2 separate regions of the Bos taurus genome follow, and region 1 is linked to region 2. Evidence: chromatin contacts called from public Hi-C data. All regions are on one chromosome and are shown on one strand. The core of a region is the stretch at or near the end of the contact, and the rest is flanking DNA. Distances in the headings are between cores, read along the strand shown. Region 1 holds the start of FOXO3 (forkhead box O3). Region 2 overlaps ARMC2 (armadillo repeat containing 2).

Region 1 (6,275 bases), core at 3,227-5,726, 340 kb before region 2:
TAGTGAAATTCTAATGGCCGACATCGCAGCCAGTGTAAACACATTCTATGTCTTAAAGACAAAGAATTGCCTAGATTTAGAGAAGAAAGAGGGTGATGTGAAGAAAGCTGAGCGACGAAGAATTGATGCTTTTGAACTGTGGTGTTGGAGAAGACTCCTGAGAGTGCCTTGGACTGCAAGGAGATCCAACCAGTCCATCCTAAAGGAGATCAGCCCTGGGCGTTCTTTGGAGGGAATGATGCTAAAGCTGAAACTCCAGTACTTTGGCCACCTCACGCAAAGAGTTGACTCATTGGAAAAGACTCTGATGCTGGGAGGGATTGGGGGCAGGAGGAAAAGGGGACGACAGAGGATGAGATGGCTGGATGGCATCACCGATTTGATGGATGTGAGTTTGAGTGAACTCCGGGAGTTGGTGATGGACAGAGAGGCCTGGGGTGCTGCGATTCATGGGGTCGCAAAGACTCGGACACGACTGAGCGACTGAACTGAACTGAAAGTATTAAAAAGAAGCAACTGAAAGTTCTTTGGATTTTATGCTGTACCACAGGGCAAAGCCTAGGTGATGAGGCCTCCTGGTTCTTCGTGCAAAGCAGAAAACCAGACTCAGAGCAATAAATTCTACCACACCTTCCACACTGCTAGGCTATAAACCAGATGTACACTCAGGGCTTCTCAGCAGGGCAGGCCCACGATGAGAGGAGAGGAGCCGCACTCAGAGGAACAAGCCCAGGAAGCAGAAACCGCTCTACTCCAGACTTCCACCTCCGCACACGAAGCGCAGCTGCTCGCGGGCAGAGATGTTCACCCAAGAGACGGGTACAGATAGACTGGGGACATTCGAAGCAAGGGAGCAAGGCACAGACAGGGTGTTTAGTGCCAGTTAAGTGTGTTGAAATCTGCTCCGGAGCCGATAGCCACGGAGCCTAGCCGGGCTCGGCCTCCAAGATGAAAAGAAACAGGTGGCTTTGCTCCGGAATGTGAATGAGGGAGCCGAGCCCGGGTTTACAAAAGGCAGTATTCTGCAGCGAGAACACGTTGTCTCCGTAGAGGCTTGAAACTCTCACGAAACAGCGCGCGAAACTCGCAATCAGGCCCAAGCGGCCGTCTGCAAAGGAAGCAGGTAGCGGGGACAGCCTTGCTGTCCCGTGAGCTACGCTCAGAAAGGCCGCGGCGCGGCCCCGCCGCGTCCCCCAGCAGGCGCGGGCAGCCCCACGCGCCAGCCACTCAACCGAGCTGCCAGCACAACATTCCATTTAAAAATAACACCCACGTGCGCTGGTAAACAAGCGCGCGCGTCTCCCGGAGCCGCGTGCCCAGGGCGAGCCCGTGCGGCGCGCGTCCGCCCTCCTCCCGCACGTGTCTGCCAGCTCCGCCTGCGCAGCGCTAGCGAGGCCCAATCTCCGCCCCTTCGGCTGGCAGCGCACCACCCCAGAGTCCCGAGCCCGGCCGCTCCGGGGCCCTAGAGCCCCCCTGCGTTACCAGGCGTGCCCCGCAGAGTGCTCTCCAACTTTCCTCCCCTGATGCCACCTCAACGAGGCGGGACACATCGCCTCAGGTCTGCTCCTTCCCCCCACAACCCGGTCCTTTCAAACCCTCCTCCTTTTAACTCTCCCTTCCGTCAGCACGCGAAGGATTGGCTTCTGGGTTCGCCGTCTCTCTGTCCTCTCCTCCCTTCCATCGAATTTTACTCGATTGTTTATTATTTGAAGGGGGGGCGGAGGCCGGGGGCGGAGAGGGGTGTCTGGGGCCTGGAGACAGGTGGCCGCGGCCAGTCAGAGCGCGGCATGGCTTGACGATTGAGCGGCGCAGCGAATGGCAATGCGGCGCAGAGATCCCGGGTCACGCGCTTGTGGATACAATGACATCATCTGTTTGTACGCGTCGAACTAGCTTGGTGCAGGGGCGGGGCCGCGCGTCACTTGAGTGACGGGTCCTGCGCAAAGCCCGGAGCATGGAGTCGGGTGGATGGGCGCATTCCTGCCTACGCTGAGTTGGACCTTTTTGTGTATGGGGTTGTTGCCGAGACCGCTCTGGACCGCTTAAGATACTTATAGTGGCTTGGAAGGATGGGGCGGGATATTTATAAATCAAAATTGGTAGACTCTCGGGGTGTGTTGCATGTAGTGCATTCTTAGCGCACAAATGAACGACTTGGGTACTGTCGTAGGATAAGGACATGTGAAGATCTTTTTCTAAACCCGAAGGAGTGTATTTTTTAAAAGTTTAAAAAAGCACAATTAGCTGCTTTGCCGTCATTTAAAAATTAGACTCATTATTTCCTCTTCACAGTTGTTCAGAATTTGTTCTTGCATTTAGGAACATGGAATAATTTGCTTTTCTTCCGAGTTAGTTACACTTCTCCCCTCGCTGGCCATGAAATTCATGCAAAATGAAACACGACTGCAGTCAAGTGTCCTACGTGAGAGACTCAGTTGCAAACCTCCTGGTGCCTGATCAAATCTGAGAGCATCAGCTTATCGAAGTCCTGAGGACACCAACATCTTAGCTTGCCAGTATTTTCACGCTGAGGTAACCCTTGCCGCCTGCGGTCAGCATCTTATCTCGGGTGTTACCTGGTGTCGGGTTCTAATGGGGAACCGGACACCAGGGCGGGCCCAGAGCCTGGCGGAGCGACGGGGACCCTTCGTCGCTGGGGAGGGTGCCAGGCGTCCTGCTTGGAGTCTGGGAGGCCACGCGACTGCGCTCGTTGAGCGTTTGGAGCTCTGATGGCCCCCCTCCCTCGTCTCCTGAGCCAGCGCCGTGCTTTGTTGTCGTTGAGGCTCCCAGGAGGGAGGAGGAGCCGGCCGAGTCTCGGCCCCGGCGCGCGCCCTGACACTCAAGCCTGCAGCCCCGCGGAACCGGGTCGCGCAGGCGCGCGCGCGCGCGCGCACACACACACACACACACACACACACACGCACGCACGCGAGCACACCCCGGCCCGCCGCCCAGCCCTCCCCCTGGGCGGGGACCCGCCCGCCCGCCCGCCGTCAGTCTAGGTTGAGGCACCCTGCGTGTGTCTATAACTTTGTGTTGCTGCCTCGACCGCTCTGCTTGGGGAAGGGAGGAGGAGGAATGTGGAAGGCGGCGGGGCGCAGGCTGACAGGCGGTTTCTCAGGCGGGCTGCAGCGGCGGCCGGAGCGCCTCTCCTCGGCCGAGGTTGCGCGCCCCCTCCTCACCGTGCCCCAGGCCCGCGCGGGATTGTGCGTCCTCCCCCCTCGTCCCTGAGGGGAAGGAACCGAGGTAGGCGCCGGAGCTGTGAGCGGGTCGACCGCCTTCCCGGCGACTCCGGATCTGCTTCTGAGCTGGGCCAGGCGCTTCCCTTTTCCCTCCCCGTGACTCGGTGTGCGCGCCCCTCTTCTCTCCCGCTAGTGTTTTTAAAGGACTTGAGTGAAGGGGGGAAACTGTCAAGATGGCAGCAGCGGGAGCAAGGAGGTGAAGAACGTGCTGGTCTGGGCTTTCTGGCGGCCCGGGAGACTTGGTGCTTCCTGACCTGTTGGAAGATTTACGTTCCGACTTGCCTCCCTTCTCCCGTTCTTCACTGGGAAGGGGGTGTAGGGCACAACGCCCGTGGGAGAATAAGCCTCACAAACCCCGAAAGTGGCCGTTGCCGCTCGGCTCGACCCTTTGCAAATATCCACCGAGCTGCTTGCCCTCCTTCTTCCCGGCTTCCCTTTTTTCTGGAAGTGACAAGGGCCCGTTTGCGCTCGGACCCACGCTTGCCCTCTCAGCCCGCGGGCGGAGAGGGAAATAGGGAGCTTCCCGCGCTGTCCCCGGGCTCGAGACCTCCGCTGGGAGGGGGTGGCAGGGGGGCGCGGAGGCAGCAGGGCCGGGCACTGGAAGACGAGCCGAAGACGCCACAGACTTTGGCGGCGGCGTCGCGGGAAGCACTTGAGCGGGCCCGAGCGAAACATAAACAAACGCACGCCCACCCGCCTGGACTCCGGCTCGGACCGCCACTGGGCTGCGCCAGCGCCGGCTGCTGCCCGCTTTAAAGGCGCGGCCCGCGCCCCTCCCCCGCCCCGCCCCTCCCCCTTCTTCCCCGCCCAGCCACCTAGCCCAGGAGAGACCTGCAGCTCCGGCGGCGGCGGGGGAGGGGGTGCCCCGTGCGAGCCCGTCGATTCGCTCCCGTCTCCCCAGCGGCCTGGTCGGGGGGCGGCGTCTGCTGCGCCAGGTTCGCGGGACGCACGTCTCCAGGTCTGCCTGCTCCTGGGAGGCGGGCGCGGTGCGGTCGCGAAGCGGTGGCAGCGGCGACGGCGGGCGAGGACTCGCCGAAGACTGGGTTCCAGCCCGGGATAACCAACTCTCCTTCTCTCTCCTCTCGTGCTTCCCCAGGCGGCGGCAGTAGCGGCGGCGGCGGCGGCGCCGCCTGGGAGCCCGAGCCTTCTCGGCGCCCCCGTCCCTCCCCCGCCGCACCCCGCCCCGGCGCGAGAGGAGAGCGCGAGAGCCCGAGCCGCGGGCGGGCGGCGAAGATGGCAGAGGCGCCGGCCTCCCCGGCCCCGATCTCTCCGCTCGAAGTGGAGCTAGACCCGGAGTTCGAGCCCCAGAGCCGGCCGCGCTCCTGTACGTGGCCCCTGCAGAGGCCGGAGCTCCAGGGGAGCCCGGCCAAGCCCTCTGGGGAGGCGGCTGCTGACTCCATGATCCCCGAGGAGGAGGACGATGAAGACGACGAGGACGGTGGCGGTAGGGCCGGCTCGGCCATGGCGATCGGCGGCGGCGGGGGCGGCCCGCTGGGCTCTGGGTTGCTCCTGGAGGACTCGGCCCGGCTGCTGGCTCCTGGAGGGCAGGACCCCGGGTCCGGGCCAGCCCCCGCGGCGGGCGCGCTGAGCGGGGGGACGCAGACACCGCTGCAGCCTCAGCAGCCACTGCCACCGCCGCAGCCGGGGACGGCTGGGGGCTCTGGGCAGCCGAGGAAATGCTCGTCGCGGAGGAACGCCTGGGGGAACCTGTCCTACGCCGATCTGATCACTCGCGCGATCGAGAGCTCTCCAGACAAACGGCTCACTCTGTCCCAGATCTATGAGTGGATGGTGCGCTGCGTGCCCTACTTCAAGGATAAGGGCGACAGCAACAGCTCTGCCGGCTGGAAGGTGCGTACCCACCTGGGGCGGGCGGCCGGACCCGCCGGGCCTCCTGCGCAGTGCGAGGCGCGTCTTCGATTCGACGGAGCGCTCCTGTGGCGCGGGGGAGAGGGGTTGGCAGGGAGAGCCTCCGTTGTGAGGTTTTGGGGGTTCTGTGTGATCCCGGAGGAGGGGCAACCGGGGACGGCCGCGAAGGTGGCTGGATGGGGAGAGAAGGCTCCTGGGGAAACCTCAGGCATGGCCAGGTGAGGCGAGGGGTTGAGGGACACCGGCGAGGGAAGGACAGACGGACCGGAGTGAATTTGCCGGATTCCTGGGTCATCGCAGAGAAGGTAGGTCTGCGGCCAACTTTGGAGTACAAGTCCCCCATCGTGCGGCGAGGCCACTGCGGGGGGAGTGAGGGAACGGGTTTGGGAGGGATGGGTTTGTGGTTTTCCGTCGGTCGCGGGAGCCTGGTGTGTTTTGACTACCTGGATGAGAGCCCTGTGTCCAAGTTTTTGGGCTTGTGGGTGTTCACTCCCACAGGCACATCAATCCCATTACAAAAAGCGGTGGTTGTAAACCTTTCCCTGGCCGGTTTCCTTTTCTTGCCTGTGTCCACATCTCTGTTCTTCAGAGATGTCTCTACAGCAGGTAGCTTCTGAGATGCTTTGGGCCTGGCACGGGCCAGCCCTTCTGCCTCAGCGGGGACTCGCTGCACCTGCTGCTTCCGCGCTGAGGTCCGGATTCTGGCGCTGTTTGAGGCAGGGGCTCCAGGTGTGCAGGATGGCGCCTGGCGCTTCACCTGGGCCTTGGGGAGGGAGGTTTGCTGGCAGGGCTGGACCGTAATGGCTTCTACCTATGAGTGAACCTGAAGAGAGGCTCTCTACTGTTCGTTTTCAGCCTCTTGGGGCACTGGACACGTGGTAGGGAGAGAGGTGTGGAAAGGCATATGATGTAATGACTTCCTGCAGTTGGGCATCCAAGGAGATTAACTCCTGTGCCCCCGCTGGGCCGCTGATACCCAGCGGCTTTGCTCTTGCACCTCATCCTCCTGGCCCCATCTCCTAAGATAGGAATGCATACCAGGCTAAAGGGAGCCCTGTGCAGCTGTAGATACATATCTTTCTGTCAGTTGCTTCTAGTAACAAGTTGGATTTTTTTTTTTTTTAATTAAAAAGGTGGTTGCTTCCTCCTTCTGTCCCTTCCTTT
Region 2 (6,802 bases), core at 3,095-5,594:
CCTGGGAATGCCTTTCCCACTCTGCTTTCCTCAGGACTCCAACCTGATTACAGGCAAAAGCAGAGGAAGGGCAGAGCTGAGAGAACTGCAGAAAGAGAGAGCCAAAGCCCTGATCACACCACACCTGAAACCTGAAGCCTACCCCTGGCACTCACCTTTTGGGTTACATGAGCCAATTAATTCCATGTACTATTTAAGTCAGAAGTAGGTTTCTGTTATTTGTAGACGAAGATATCCCAGTGAAATGGTCTTATTCTGGCTTTAAGAAGGATTTCACAAAAGAGCTTTAAAGAATATTTTCTGGAATTGTTTTATTCTTGGTACATCAGAAGATATTCCAAAAAATCTAATTATGGTCTTTAACAGCATGAAACAGAAAGCTGAGAAGAAGAACAATTATACTGGATGACTGAATCAAGATCTAGAAACATCTAATAGGCAGGAACTCTTTGCCAAGTATAACTGTGAAACTTAATGAGGAGTCCAGTGTAGATGGGGAAATCTGCCTTTAGCTGCATATGGAAGACAAGACAAGACGTGATGTCACCACCAAAACTGTTCATGCGATTTTAGGCTGCATCATTTAGAACCTCTTCTCTTTGCTCCTCAGGCCACACCTTTTGCTCAACACTGGGTTGCAGACTTTAAAAGGAATCCAGACAAACTGACACTCAGAGTAACTGAACAGGCTGGTAAAGTGATTTGAAACCATATCATATGAGGAGCAGATGAAAGGACTGGAGTCTGTTAATGACATCACTGATACAGCCATGATAACAGTAAAAGCTTACTGAGTACTTGTTGTGTGCCAGAGCTGTGCTAAGTGATTCCACATCACATCGTTTAATCCTCACAACGATCTTACTTTGAGGGGCACTGTCATTTACCACCCCCTCATACGGTGGCTCCGACGGTAAAGAATCTGCCTGCAATGCAGGAGACCTGGGTTCAATCCCTGAGTTAGGAAGACCCCCCCTGGGGAAGAAAATGGCAACCCACTCCAGTATTCTTGCCTGGAGAATTCCATGGATAGAGGAACCTGACGGGCTATAGTCCATGGGGTCACAAAGAGTTGGACATGACTGAGAGACTAACGCTTTGACTTTTCACTTTCACATATATCAGATAGGGAAACCAAAACTTCGGTTAAAAACTTACCTGAAGAAGTCGCAGAACCATAGGATTAATGCCATAGGAGATGAACTGAAGTGGTGACCATGACATATTCTGAGTATCTGAAGGATTGTCAAGAGGAAGAAGGATGAAGATTTGTTTCATTAGAAGAACCAGGATCAGTGGGTAGAAGTTAGAGTGAGACGGTTCTTCTTTGAGTACAAGGCCATCTAGTCTTCTCTTTAGCAGAGGGGGAATTTTCCTGGATGCCTCCCTCTCTGCTTCATGCGCTCTGTGAGACACAGGCTGTACTGTGCCACAGAAACCCTATTAGAGCCACCCTCGCCAGACTGGAAAGTTGTTCCTCCAGCCTCATCTTCTTGGACTTGTTAATCATGCTCACTTTCTCAACATGCTGGACTGCATGAGAGCATATGTTGTCTCTCTCTCTTTCCTTTGGACCCCTTCTCCCCTTTCTGTTCTTTACCCCTGACTGTCTGAGACAAGGCCATGTCCTGAGATTCTGGTCTTGGGGCCACTGTTCTGATGCTTCTCATCCTGGTGTATTGCTTGGACCTTTAACGGAGCTCCTTTCCCGATTTTCACATCTCCTTTGCCAATGATCCACTTATCATCAGAAACTCAACCTGGCAAAACACAAACTTGCTTTACTCCTCAAACTGTGCTGCTCTTTCACCTCCCCACTTCTGTTACAGCGGCCCTGCTGTCCTGTTCCTCCGCATCTGCCTTCTCGTCTTTCTTCAGCCTGGAATCAACCACCAAATCCTACTGACTTTTCACTTATAGAGTCTCTTGAATTTGTTCCTCCTTCTCCAGTCCCACCATCACCCTTAAAGAATTAGTGCTTGTTACCTCCCTCCAAGTCTCCTAAATACCACCGTCATCACATAACTTCAGATCTCATCATTTCCTTATTTAAGAACCTAGGGCAGATCCTTATTGACCATCAAATTGGGTCTGTTTATTCAACCCAAGGTTTCAAGCGGCTGTTCCCAATACCTCCCAGCAGAAACTTATTCCTAAATTACTGGCCCTATACAGTCACTGCCCCCACACGCCCTACCCACTAGGCTTCTCCCACTCCTCCTCACCTTCGCTCATGCTGTTCCCCTCCTGAGAGCAGTGTTGTCGTGTGTTGGTTTGACTCTTGTTCCTTTAAGTCCCACCCGGTGGTCCACGTCTCCCTCTCAGTAATCACTCCATCCTCAGCACTTTTCTTGTCCTTATAACCTGCTGAATTTCTCGTTCTAGTATTTGGTTAGAGACTCCATCAGAGTTTTCCATTTAAATAAAAGCTTCTTTGGTTCCTTGAAGCAGGTTTTGATTGTCTTCTGGGCAACACCTTACATGTTCTTTATCACAGTAACACCCACCACTGGATTGCTCAGACAAGTGTTTGTTGACTCAGAACAAAAGAGCAAAAGAATACTGACAATTTATTAAGTTCTTCAAACACAGCAGTCAGTGTGCTAAGTAGAAACATAGCCCTCATTTTAGGAAAAGGAAACCAAGGCCAAGAGGTTCACTGACTTACACAGGCCACGTGGCAGACAAGGGTTGGACCCCTTTGATCCCAGGTAGTTTGGACCCAGAGCCTGCACCCCCTCAAGCACTGTACCGTGAAGATCACATAGAGGATTAGTGGATGCCAAGGCCAGCCCTGTGCTCTACCTGCAGTGCAGGAGACCCAGGTTCGATCCCTGGGTTGGGAAGATCTCCTGGAGGAGGGAATGGCTACTCATGCCAGTATTCTTGCCCGGAGAATCCCATGGATAGAGGAGCCTGGTGGGCTACAGTCCATAGGGTTGCAAAGAGTCAGACAGGACTGAGTGACCAACAATTTCACGTTCAACCCTGAGCTCTTCTTGAGAACCAGTAGGATCCAACACTGTCAAGGTTTGATGGTTGATAAGAAGGACCCTTCTTAAACATCCCCCCCAAGTGGGGACACACAAATGTGGTATTTAGGGGGGCAGCCTTGTCATGGCCATGTCCTCAGGGAGGAGGGATCAGGGACTTGGAAGGCCGTTAGGTGCAAACTATCCTGCTTGATTTCAGTAGCTGTTAGGACAACGATGAAAAGAAAGGCTTGCCTCTATGGTCCTCAGATTTTCTTATCATTTCTAGGAGTGCTGAGTCTGGGAATGTATTTGGCCTTACACCCTGCCAAACTTTTGGTATTTTGCCTTTTCATAGGATTGATTTCCTTTATTTCTGTCTTCATCGAGATCTCCATTTGGATCTCTACTCTTGAGTGTTGACGAAAAGGATTCCATCCCCATTTCTTTCTCTGACCAGGACTTCTTGCTGCCAGATCTGTTGTTTTGTTGCTGTGTATAAAATAAAGCAATTGTTTTGGAGTATTAAATAATCAGACTTTTTGGGAAGAGTAACTTGATCTTTTCTCTATTGCACGATAAGAGGAAATGTTAAATCCAGTGTTTTTTAAAAAAGGAAATGTTTACGGAAAAAATGATATTGGGAGAAACTAATCCTTGGGCAGCAGTCAAGGCCGAGGGCCAAGACACAGCACTGAACATTCACTGGGAATCTTACTCCAGCGGAAGCAGGAGCAGTGGACAGACAGACATTCGGATGCTTTTGGCTGACCATGGCCACGTGTGTGTGCATTCTTCATGATTTTTGTGGCAAATATTATATTTGATGATAAAAATGAAATTTTGTCATAAAACTTGCACCATCAATCTCTTGGTGTTTTGTGTTTTTTTACCTTGGAATTTTGTACAGATAGTTAAAAATAACTAGTTTAAGCATCAGCTCTAGCTAAAGAGAAGTTATGTCCTTCCTAGACCATTTCCACATTATATATAACCTTCCAAACGAAACCTAAGCATATAATTCTGCTGTTGGCCAGCCACCAAATTTTCATCTGAAGCACAAAATACTTGTCATCTGGGGACTGCCTGAATTTACTTTCTATTTTTTAACATTTCAAATATTTCTTTAAAATTTTTTTCATAGACTATTAATTGTCAAATAGAGATTGGAGACATGGCAATTTGGTGGAAAGAGCAGTGAATTGGACATTATGAAACCTGGGTTCCAGATCTGACCCCCCTGTGTGATTCCTGGACACATCTGATCTAACTGGGAACAGTTTTCTTGCCTGCAGCACATGTGCACCAGAGTGTGAGAGAAAGAGGTCTCCTGACCGGAGTGTGAGAGACCAGAGTGTAAGAGAAAGAGGTCTCCTGAACGCTCGGCTTTTGTGATTCAAGCACAGCAGAGTTCTTTCTTATTGTAACAGTGACCTCTTGTGGTATAGATCCTTCATCAGTTTTTTTGGTTTGCAAAGTAAACTTAGGATTTATTTTGTTGTTGTTTCTAAGTAACTGTATTTCGTATTGTAAGGCAAATCTGACTTGTCTTTAATTTTTATTTTTTTAAATTTTATTTTATTTTTAAACTTTACATAATTGTATTAGTTTTGCCAAATATCAAAATGAATCCACCACAGGTATACATGTGTTCCCCATCCTGACTTGTCTTTAAAAGGTAAATCTCAGCTGAAAAATCAGAGGTTGATTAAAATGAGGTAGTAAGAGCACCAAACTCCATTTCATAAGCAAGTCTCTGTGGTTTCTTCAGAAATTGTATTTAGCCTACTCTTGACACAGAAAGAGAACCGCTTTGGCTTTTGTGCTGAGTGCTGTGTGTATTCATCTTCCTCACAGAGACCAGGGGAAGAGGCGTCCGAGGGCCTCCTCAAGCTCCCGCAGCCCAGACCAGAGCAGGCTGGACATCAGAGCAGGTGAGGCTCCTGCGTTCCTAGAGGTCCCCAGCATCTTGTCCTCAGCATCTCCATCTGTAGAATAATCTTTTGTTTTAAAGATGTCTGATGTTGCCTCACTCTGAAATTTCCAGGAACTTTATCCAGCTTGGTCTCACATCAGCATTTATTTTTATAAATTTTTATTATTTTCACAACAGTCTTAGCACTTTACCCTTACTCGACTCCAGTGCCTCAAGCATCTATAGGTTGTAGTCTACACATAAATGATTTTATACTTCCTCACAGACGACTGCACGGAAATTATTTTGTAGAAGCATTTGGAAGGTTGCAAAATGTGACATTTACACAGTTCTTAAGTTGATTGAAAAGGAGTCAAAATCATGGCTTACTTAAATGACACTGTATTAGCTACATCAAACCAGCCCTTTGAGGCTTTAAACTGTTTGAGGAAATACGTAACAATATAAATCACAGGCTAGAAATGCTACAGAATATATTCACGCAGTGGGATATAGCACTTAGAAAAATGACCTGGAGTACATTTATAATACTGAATGAAATGAATATAAACATAACATCACATGAAAAAATTAAGCTGCAAAAACAAAGGCATGTGTTGTTATGGATACAGATCTATGTGCTAAATGTGATAAAAATAACCATTCAGTTTAGCGTGGTGGTAACCCTTGGGGAGGGGGATGGTTGGGGGAGGCACACAGAGGGCATTAACAATATCTGTAATGTTTATTTCTTTGAAATGAAGAGAAGGAAAATACAGTTAATATTTGACCAGACTATTTGTGGACACACAGGTGTTCATTACCTTCTTCGTATAATTTTTTGGTGCACATGAACTTTTATGAAACCAAGCTAATAATTCAAAAAATATTTTCTTATCTTCCAAACTAATTTCTTATCAATAAAATGACTTTTGTGACCAGCAGGAATTTCTGTAGTAGTCAAGAAAATCTTAGACTGATTTCCCAGTCAGCATTGTTGCTAAGCATCTTACATGTGCATGCTAAAAACAGCAGCCAATAAACATTGTGTTAAGTTTTTGTGTCCCGAACTCAAAGCTGTGGTGAAGAACTATAACCACTGAGACAGCAAAATCTTCAAAAAAACATGCTGAAATTTCTGCTTGACTTACCCAATTTCCTGTTGAATCATAATTTTTATATTTAGCAAACTGTGAACCTAGATGAAAGTGCTCTCTAGAATGTTAGGTTGTTGCCCAAGACTGAGACAAATTGTATTTATTTATCATCTGGTGATCTTAAAAAGTGATCACATGACTCCAGGCTTCCGTTTCTAGGGTAGGAGCTGGGTTAGTGTATAAAATGAGATTTCTTGAGAGCGCAGAGTTGGAGGAGGTGCGTGAGGGGAAAGGCCATGGCTGGACACCCCAGCTCACAGGGGGGTTCCTGGGAGAGGGTTGAAAGCAAACTCTTACGCCACAGTGTCTGGCTAACTTCTGTTCTGAGAAGAAACAAGTCTTGGAAGCGCTCGGAAGGGCCTGTGAGGGCCTTTCCTTTCCAAAGGTTAAACAAACTGCTCTGTGATTTCTGGCTCACCCCTGTAATTCAGCTCTTCCTGGGGTGAACACGTTATCAATTTTGTTTGTCCTGACAAACGGTTTGATAATTGTGGTTTCTCACAGAGTGGTTCTGCTTAAGAGAGCATACTGCATAGAAGGTAAAAAACAAACAAACCTGATTTCAACTGAAATCAGTGAAATTTGGACTCACTGAAGTCTGTATTTCTAAGAAGTTTAAGTTTGTCATGGATAATTGTCTATTATATTATTTGTCTGGCTTCTTATCTCTGGGCTTTCCCCTTGCCTTGATGTATGTTGATTTTATTTCTCATACTTTGGACTTTGAGTGTGTCCGACACCTGGGAATATGAGCAACT

Evidence for each region. A called contact is a pair of places that touch in the nucleus more often than the background predicts.
Region 1: a contact with region 2 is called in a Hi-C map of skeletal muscle, with 4 times the contacts expected there. The contact joins the promoter of FOXO3 here to the enhancer-like site in region 2. A contact is called at or near these places in 3 of 11 Hi-C or Micro-C datasets (liver, skeletal muscle and skin fibroblasts).

What each region holds. Positions count from the first base shown.
Region 1 is chr9:41,618,333-41,624,607 of ARS-UCD2.0, reverse strand. FOXO3 (forkhead box O3) reads left to right here and starts at 4,476. Exons shown (of 2, transcript NM_001206083.1): 1 at 4,476-5,093. The coding sequence starts at 4,476.
Region 2 is chr9:41,278,438-41,285,239 of ARS-UCD2.0, reverse strand. ARMC2 (armadillo repeat containing 2) reads left to right here. Exons shown (of 18, transcript NM_001075801.2): 6 at 4,830-4,906. Among named protein-coding and RNA genes, the nearest start is that of ARMC2, 35 kb to the left of the region's middle. Within about 2 kb of position 4,344, at least 25 of the 102 cell types and tissues checked have an H3K27ac peak or open chromatin away from gene starts, as enhancers often do. A contact at or near this core is called in skeletal muscle, where this site is marked.